Regions from separate parts of the Delphinus delphis genome. Here region 1 is linked to region 2. A link is a contact called in public Hi-C data. All regions are on one chromosome and are shown on one strand. Each heading gives the region's core, a stretch centred on a gene start, on an enhancer-like site or on the middle of the called end of the contact. The rest is flanking DNA. Distances are from core to core; before and after follow the strand shown.

Evidence for each region. Hi-C and Micro-C count contacts between places; a contact is called where the count stands out from the background.
Region 1: a contact with region 2 is called in a Hi-C map of muscle, with 5 times the contacts expected there. The contact joins the promoter of DHX30 here to the promoter of ELP6 in region 2. A contact is called at or near these places in 2 of 3 Hi-C or Micro-C datasets (lung and muscle).

What each region holds. Positions count from the first base shown.
Region 1 is chr10:64,165,179-64,169,360 of mDelDel1.2, reverse strand. DHX30 (DExH-box helicase 30) reads right to left here and starts at 1,712. Exons shown (of 22, transcript XM_069541154.1): 1 at 1,623-1,712. LOC132431671 (a long non-coding RNA gene) reads left to right here and starts at 2,184. Exons shown (of 3, transcript XR_009520783.1): 1 at 2,184-2,454.
Region 2 is chr10:63,898,486-63,902,870 of mDelDel1.2, reverse strand. It overlaps ELP6 (elongator acetyltransferase complex subunit 6), which reads left to right and starts at 1,304. Exons shown (of 8, transcript XM_060022371.1): 1 at 1,304-1,721; 2 at 1,724-1,812; 3 at 3,487-3,565. The coding sequence starts at 1,304.

The DNA of each region.
Region 1 (4,182 bases), core at 463-2,962, 270 kb before region 2:
GGATGTGTAGTCCCAAAAGCATTTTCTCCAAGCCCAGAGCAAAACTTACTTCAGTTTTGAGTTCTACTCCCATCTGACTATAAGATGAATCGATCTAAGGTAGATAAAGAAGCTCTTCCAGACTGGGAAATTAACAAAATTGAATGCTAAGTACCATTTTTGTAGTTTACAAAGTACTTCCACAGACTTTATCTCACTTAACCTATGCAACTACCTAGTGAGGTAGGAAATATCCTTCCCAGAGAAGGAAATTGAGGCAGATTTTCCCAGAGAAGTTTACACAACTTGCCCAAGATGCTATAACTGCCTCAGGGCAGAATGCAAACCTGCAGTTAAGGTACTGAGCTCCAAAGTTTTCCATGCTTATACCATACCACTTATTTCCATGATATCATGCTGTTTCCATGATATCATGCTGTTGCCTATTCATTCTTTGAAAGAATATTTTATACTGACATCTTCAAAGGTTGAAAGAGGAAAGAACTTTGATAAACTCTGGACCACGATTCCATAAATTAAAACACTTTGAGAGTAAGTATCTTTTGGGTAAAGGGACAACCTACATAGGAAGAAAATGCAGCAAAGGATGTACTTCCTGCACCTAAAACAGCTACATAAATAAAGACCACTATATAAATCCCAAATACTACATCAGGAAAAAAAATTCTCCCTCCTGGAAACTCCAAGACTCCAAGATTTAAGTGTAAATTATAAAATGTAGTCAAGACCCACAATGACGGCGGGATTACCGCCTTTAAAGAAACTGCAAGGGAAACCATCAAAGTCTCATTTCGCTCTGGCCAGTAAGTTGCAACCAAAAACAGGTTGAGAATCTGCAAGTGGCCACCTGCAGTCCACTTGCTACAGCGTATGACAAGCCCCTGTGGATGGGGGCTGCAAAGTGGACAACCTCTGCCTTGCAAAATCACAATTACGGTGACCAGTGTTGCTACACGAGGACTAATTAGACAGCATGCTAACGCCATACTCCTGGCTCAGGGGCTCTGAGGACCCCTGGGACTCCAGTTCACTGCAAACAAAGGACCCAACATGCATTAGGTCTTCCCCTGCGAAACGGGGCAAGTCACCACCAGCAAACAAAGAACACCTCACCCCTTGGCCTCCCCCAGTGACAAGGTCGGTGCAAAAGGGGGCAAACCAGGGGGGCCAGAATGCATCAGGCCTCTTTGTGGACGAACAGTCCAGGCGGCACGGGGGCAGACAAAGGTCCCAGGGCACTCCGGGGGCTTCCTCCAGGCCCTGCCTCGGGAAACAGAGCATCCCCTGAGGCGGAGGCGTCGTTGCGCCAATGAAGCGGCCTCTCCCGCGGCCCCCGCGGTGCCCCTGGCTACGAGGCCAGCCCTGGCGGACCGGTCGGGCCCCCGCCCCCGCCCCGGCTCCATGGCAACAGCAGGCCGAGGCCTGGTTGCTCACGGCTCGGCCCGGCCGGCTTCCCGGGCAGGCCTCGGATGCCCGGCCTGCTCCTCCGGCCCGCCCGCTTCTCCGCCCCACTCTCCGCCAAGCCGGCGGTCGGACCCGGACCCCTCCTCGCGCTGACCACCCACGGCCGCGGGAAGCTCCTCAATGGGGCACGAAAAGGGAGAATCAAAAGCCCAATTCACCTGTTGTTACAGATGTGAAACAAGCCTCGGTGCACCGCGCATGAGCCGCGGCCCCCCCCCCAACCACGGCCGGACTACAACTCCCACCAGCGGCGGCGCGGCCCCTTCCGGGTCCCGTGGCGGAAGTCCCGCCGGCCGGCGGCGCTCCCGCCCTGCGGCCCCAGCGTCGCCTCCCGCGGTGGACCCCGCGTCTCTGCGGCTCTCTATGTGGTCCCTCGCCTGGGGCCCGCAGTGGCAGCCAAGGGCTCACGCCGCCGAGCAGCCAACCGGCGGTGAGACCCCGGCGCGGGGCCCAATGGGGGACGGCCGCGGCGGGCGAGGCGGGACTTCCGGCAGGGTCACGAAGGGGGCGGGCGCGCTGGGGGCCCTGGGGGGCGCTGAGGGAGCGAGTCTGAGCGTCTGGGCTCTCGCACAGAGTTAGCATCTGGAGTGTGAGAGCGGCAGGGCGTTCGGGTCCTCTGCGCGCCTGACCCGCTCCTCCCGCTGCGAGTGAACAGGCCGGATCAGGGCTGAGCCAGGAACGAAATCCAGCTCGCGCTCCGGGCTTCCACCCGCCTTCCTCGCCGCGGCTCGTTGCCACGCCTCTTCTCTTCTCCATCTCTGATTTTGTTTCTTTAGGGAGATGAGAATTTCTGCCTCACGAGATTGTTACGAGGATGAAATCTACGTGATGGCGCGTTGTAAACGGTACAACGCTAGGGAAAGGACAAGGTGGCACTTGAAGCTCGGAGTGCTGTTGGGCAGGTCTGAAGGTCCCGCCCCCTCCCCCTCCGCCCTCACGTCTCAGAAGTGAGAAAGGGCCTTATCCACGTTATATGCAGCAGTCCTCCAGGTGAGGCTCCTGTGTGCGTTCAGTGGAATCCAATTTCAAAAGGAGAGATCTCGGTGGGGGATACCTCGGAAGCTGGGTCAGGATTTTAGAGCTGGAAAGACCTAGAATATGCTTTTAAGATGTGGCCATATCCCTTCATTTTTGTCCAAACAATTAAATTCAACAACTATTTGTTATTTACTTTCTCTCTGCGTTGGACAGAAGGGTGAGGGAGGGGAGCATGGACCTTCATTCATTTAAATTATTCTCTATTTTGAGCAGGGCGTGGTGCTATGACGTGTGGGGATGATCCTTGCACGGATATTGATATATAGCAGTTGATAGGCAGGTGTGGAGGATGCAAAGACCCTGCCCCCAAGGGTCTTAAGGCCTAGTAGAGAAGATGAAAACCTGCATAAAGCAAAAAGAAAGTTATAAATGCTGGGGAGGAAGTATAAAGTATTCCAGGGAGAACCATGTGAGCAAGGGCATCCAGGTGGAACAAAGGGCAAATCCTAAAACTATTCAATAGTTCAGTGTGAAGAGAGGGCTGGGTATGTGAATGTTCTTTAGAGGAGATAGAGCAGAAAAAGCAGAGTCAGGAATGCTACGCTAGGATTTTGACTTTATTTTTAATCAATTATTTTTTGTAACATTTTTATGGTTCTAAGGAGAGTAAAATACTGTATTTTAGGGACGTTATTCTGGAAGTGTGAGGGTAGAGTTGGCTGGGAAAATATTAGCTAGGATACTAATTTGATGAGTGTAATGAGGGGTTGAACTGTGCTCAGCGGTGAAAAAGACAAGAAAGATAAGGAGAGGGTGATTGTAGAGCTCCAGGCTGGTCCCTGGCCACAGGTGTGTGGAGACCTGACTTTGTACCGGAATGACTGGAGGGATTATGCTCTGTTAATATGATTAAGTTGGAGATAATAGATTCAGCTTCATTCAGATTGTGTTTGAAGTGCTGTTGTGAATGTTAAGTGATAAAGACGTGGTCTCCGCTCCAAAGGAAATTCTAATCTGCAAGAGAGGATGAGAAAAGCATACAAATAAGTCTTAAATCAAAAGCTAGAGGCAGCACTGCAAGAGGCACAAGTAGAACATTCTAAACTTTTTCCTTCTTGCACATTTTATGTTTTTAGTTTTGTCCCTGAAGGTCTTTTCCTATTCTTGAACCTTGGACTCTTAATGAATGGCTGTATCTGGTGAGGCTGATAGAATGATCTATTTTATATCAAAGTGAGTGCCAGTTAGTGTCTATCTTTTCCCTTCCCTCCCATATATTTTATCTCTTACTTCCTAGTCATTACTGCCTTATTTTTCTCATCCCTGTCCAGTCCCTAGATTTCATTCTTTGCTAACATCTCTGTCTAGAAACTTCTCCACTTCTTCTGATGTTTCCTACTCATTCTTCAAGGCTCTACTTTGAGCTTCTATTAGTTTATTCTTCTGTGTGTGGTAGCCCTATTGAGAATAGTGCTGCTGTGAACATTGGTGTACAAGTATTTGAATACCTGTTTGTTTTCAATTCTTTTGGTGTATACAGAGGAATAGAATTGCAACTTCGCTTTTTTTTCTTTTTGGCCGCACCTCTCAGGCTTACAGGATCTCAGTTTCCAGTGAAAGCGCCAAATCCTAACCACTAGCCCACCAGGGAACTCCCAACTTTGCGGTTTTTTTTTTTTTTTTTTGGCCGCTCTGCGTGGCGTGTGGGATCATAGTTCCCCGAACAGGGATAGAACACGC
Region 2 (4,385 bases), core at 55-2,554:
CTCATTTTCTGGGAAAGGGGATATTTCGGTTTTGTCTTAGACAATGTTCATGTTCTGTGGTCAACATTATGATGGAGTTGTGTAGTTTTGTCTTTATTCATCACAATGAAGCTGATGTTGTTTTGTGAAACTGTTCACACTCGACAGGAAAACATGGAGACCTAGCTTTGAGTGTCAGGGCAGCCCCTGGATGCCCCTGCCTGCTTTCCTCTTTCTCACATAGCAGTAATCATGAAACATCCACTCTTGGCTGGAGGATCTAAGTGATTTTGACACATAGAGACAGGGGCCTCCATTTCCAACCTAGATGCAGAGCTTCAGATAAGTGACTACATTCCACATCTTTTTCTAAAAAATAAATTTATTTATTTATATTTTATTTTTGGCTGCGTTGGGTCTTCGTTGCCATGCACGGGCTTCTCATTGCAGTGGTTTCTCTTGTTGCGGAGCACGAGCTCTAGGCGCACGGGCTTCAGTAGTTGTGGCTCGCAGGCCCTAAAGCGCAGGCTCAGTAGTTGTGGTGCACGGGCTTAGTTGCTCCGAGGCATGTGGGACCTTCCTGGACCAGGGCTCGAACCCGTGTCCCCTACATTGGAAGGCGGATTCTCAACCACTGCGCCACCAGGGAAGCCCCACATCTATCTTAATCTTCTCATTTCCATGGAAACCCTGGGCTACTTTGCAGTACAGGCCACATTTTGACTTTTTCTTTAGACAGCTGTGCTCTGATGCGAACCCATCAAAACACTGCTTCATTTAAATTTCCCCTGAACCCAGGTCCTCACACAACTTTCTCCTGTGCTTGTTGGTAGGCCGTGGGCTCCACTTGTTTGCTATCTCCCTCACTGTAATGATCAAATAAACTTGACTTCTTCGAATTACACGTTTATCCCTGGGGATGTGAGGTTGATTGGGCTAGAAGAAAACTACATGGTGTACTAGATATAAATGGTATGGAAAAAAAAAAAGGAAAGGATAAGAGGTGCTGGGGAAGGGGCTGTTGCGATTTAAATAGGATGCTTACGAAACTCCTCGGTGATAAAGTGACATCTGAGCAAAGATCTGAAAGAAGTGGGGGATTTTTTGAACGGCTGAGTATCTAGGAAAAGAGCTGTAGAGGAAGGGGAAACAGTGCAAAAGCCCCGAGGAGGAGCTTGCACAGCGTGTTTCAACCACACTTAGTCAGTGACCCTACGTTGACAACCTCTTTAATTCCGAAACTTAACCCCACTCCATCGTTACTCCCTTATCCTGCTTTTTCATTTTTCCACAGAACGTTTCAATATATCATTCCGTGTTCATTATGTTTGTTTTCTGCTCTGCGCGAGGGAGGGCATCTTCGCCAGTCTGGGTCGCCGATGCAGCTCGAGCTTCTAGCAGTGTTGGGCACGCCGCAGGAGCTCGACAGGCCGTACTGTCCGGAGGCCCCAGGCCGGGGAGAGAGAGCGGTCAAGGTAAGGAGGAAGAAACCGGTCTCCTGGGGCTTCGGTGGGGGGAAGCCCCTGCTGGGGACCCGCAGGTAAGGAGCCGCACCTCCCAGCGCCCCGGTCCCCCGACCGGATGCGCATCCCCGCGCGTGCGCCGGATGCGGCCTGGGTCAAGGCGCCCGCCCGATTGGCTGCGGCCGGCGCCTAGAAGCGGCGTTGCGCATGTGCGCTCCTTCCGCGCGGTTTTGTGGCATGGGTTTTGCTCTTCAGCTTCCGCTGTCTCCGCGGCAGCCCCATTTCTCGTTTAGGGTGCTCGTTCCCGTTGCTCGGAATGTTCCCGGAACTCAATAACCTTCTCAACACCACCCCTGACCAGGCGGAGCAGGTAAGACATTGCACGGTCGGGAAGGGGGCGCGTCCTGCGAGCGTGGCGGAAGGCCGTACGGGAAGCGCACGCGGACCCGTGAGAAATAACGCGACGTCCGGGGACCCCGGGGCGCCTGGGAGTTGTAGTCCAAAGAGGGCCCGCCCGGGGCTGGCCTGGACATTTGGGCTTGTGGGAGGTGGGCATCTGGCGCCTTCTCAAAGGTCGTGCGTGCCCTTGAAAGTCCATAGGAAGCATGTCCAACGTTTGGATTGGCTTAAGTTCACAGACGTGTACTGGGCGAGCCCTTTGAGTGTTCAGTGTGGTGGGAGTTCCGGCGCCCCAAAAGAGGCTGCCTGAGAGGAGAGGAGAGGAGAGGAGAGTTCGACTCTCCACCCATCACGTGGGACCAGCTTCTTAACCACCCTGAGCCTCCCTCTGGCTCGGGAGCGCTCGGCAGATCGCAGTGAATGCTGCTGCTCCTCTTCCTCCTCGTGTTCTCGAATAGTGCTTTTTGAAGCTGCCCTCAGCCAACGTTGGATTGTAGGAGTCCACCTTTGGCACCACAGGCTCGCTACTCTTGTTTTCTTCTCCCTCCTTCTCACACTCTAGGGCATTTCGAAAATTTCCACGCTTTCGCCCAAGGGTTACCTCCCCTAGGAGTATACCTGACTTATTTCATAGCTGTTGTCTTTCTGATGAAATGGTAAGCTCTTCCAGAAAGACAAGGGACCAAGTGTGAAAGCCTTTTTATGACTCCCTAATGCCTGGCAAATAGTATTCAATGGATACTTGTGCATCTTAATTGCCCAGCAGTTCTTCTCTGCCCAAGCCTCCAGATGGCGCTGGTTACCTTGCCAGTTACTACTAGCACCTCCAAAGTCCAAGCCCAGGGCCGCAGGGAATGGAGGATAGAAGTGGGCACCAGGAAATGACAGATGGCGCTAGGGTTAACCCTCAAGTTCTGCTAGTGTGATCTTTCATAGTTTATAAGTGAAAAAAATCACAACAGCACAGAGACGACCTTCCCTGTCACTGAGAAGGAACTAGGGGTGGCTGGAGCAGGGCAGCCAGGCCCTGCAGAGACCATTGTTAGAGGTCTTTCCAGGGCTTTCCATGATCAAAGCTCTGCCTGAAGCACTTTCCAGGGCCTTTGGGAGGAGGACTTTGATACTGGAAGCCTCTGTCAACAACTACTTCTTCACTCTCCCCTACTTAGGGGACAGAATTGGAAGCTGGATTAGAAATAGGGAGGAAGCTGGATTAGAAATAGGGAGGAAGCTGGATCAGATGACTATTTAGAAGACCCCTTAAAATCTTGGCAGTCAGTGATTTTTGTTGGATTCCATGATAAAAGCTTCCTTTGTTCAGGATTTAATTCTCTCCAAGACTGTTGAGGAAGAGAAGGGATTCTGTTCTTTATTGCCTTGGGAATTATGAGGTTGAGATATGCTTGCCCATAATGAGTGACTTAATACCAATCATTTTAATTATTGGTTTTTCCATAATTTTGACTTATTTTCTTCTTTTTGTGGTTAAATACACACACACACACACACACACACACACACACACACACGCAGAGTCTCCAGGTGTAGAAATTTAGGGGTGGATACAACCGACTAGATTTTGACACTCAGCTGACCTCTTTCCTGGGAGTCTAATTCATCTTTTTGTGTTCTTCTTAACTTTTAGGGGAAACTGACTCTACTCTGTGATGCCAAGACAGATGGCAGTTTCCTTGTGCACCACTTTCTCTCCTTCTATCTCAAAGGTATGGACTGTAGAAAAAGAAAACCCAAGGCAAAAAAAAAAAAAAAAGGCTGATTCAGGAAGCAATAGGAATCGTATTAACTAGCCAGGGCTTTGGTGTTCAGGCAGCCAGATGTCTGTTTATCAGGTAACTGATTACTGGACCATCTGGTTCCATCTCCTACTCTGCCAGAGAGTGGCATGTGCTCCCTGTATCCAGTCCCGCCTTCCACTTCTCCACGTCCTGCATAGGCACTGCCTCCCTGAGGTCCTTGTGTGGTCTTCTCATTTAGTTGCTCCTTGGTCCTTGTCTATTTTGAAGTCTCTAGGCACTTGACCCATTAACACTTTGCCCTGGCAGTAGATGCTTCCTAAAGAACACAGGGAAGAAAACAGCATGGCCACTGCAATTCACACACAGAAATTGATTAGAAGAAGAAAACAGCCAAATGAAAAAAAGACTTATTGATTCTCCTTGAGTCCCCGCTGAGCCAGGCCAGGAAACACGGTAGACCTTTGGCATTCTTAATTGTAATAATTTACAGCTTTGAAAGTTATCTTCCTTTCCAGATGATGTTATTGTCAGCTTATAAAGACCAAGAGAATCTACAGATAAATTATTAGAATTAATTATGTTCATAAGGTAGCTAGAGCTTCTTTGTGCTCCCCTTGTCTCCTCTTAGGTATAAGACTAGTTTAAAAAATCCATTGTATTTCTGTACACCAACAAGCAATTAGAAAAATATAATTTTTTAAAAACCACTATTTATTTTCAGTGGAACAAATTAAGATTCCTAGTAATACCTCTCACAGAGGAAGTACATCTCAGAATCAATGAAATA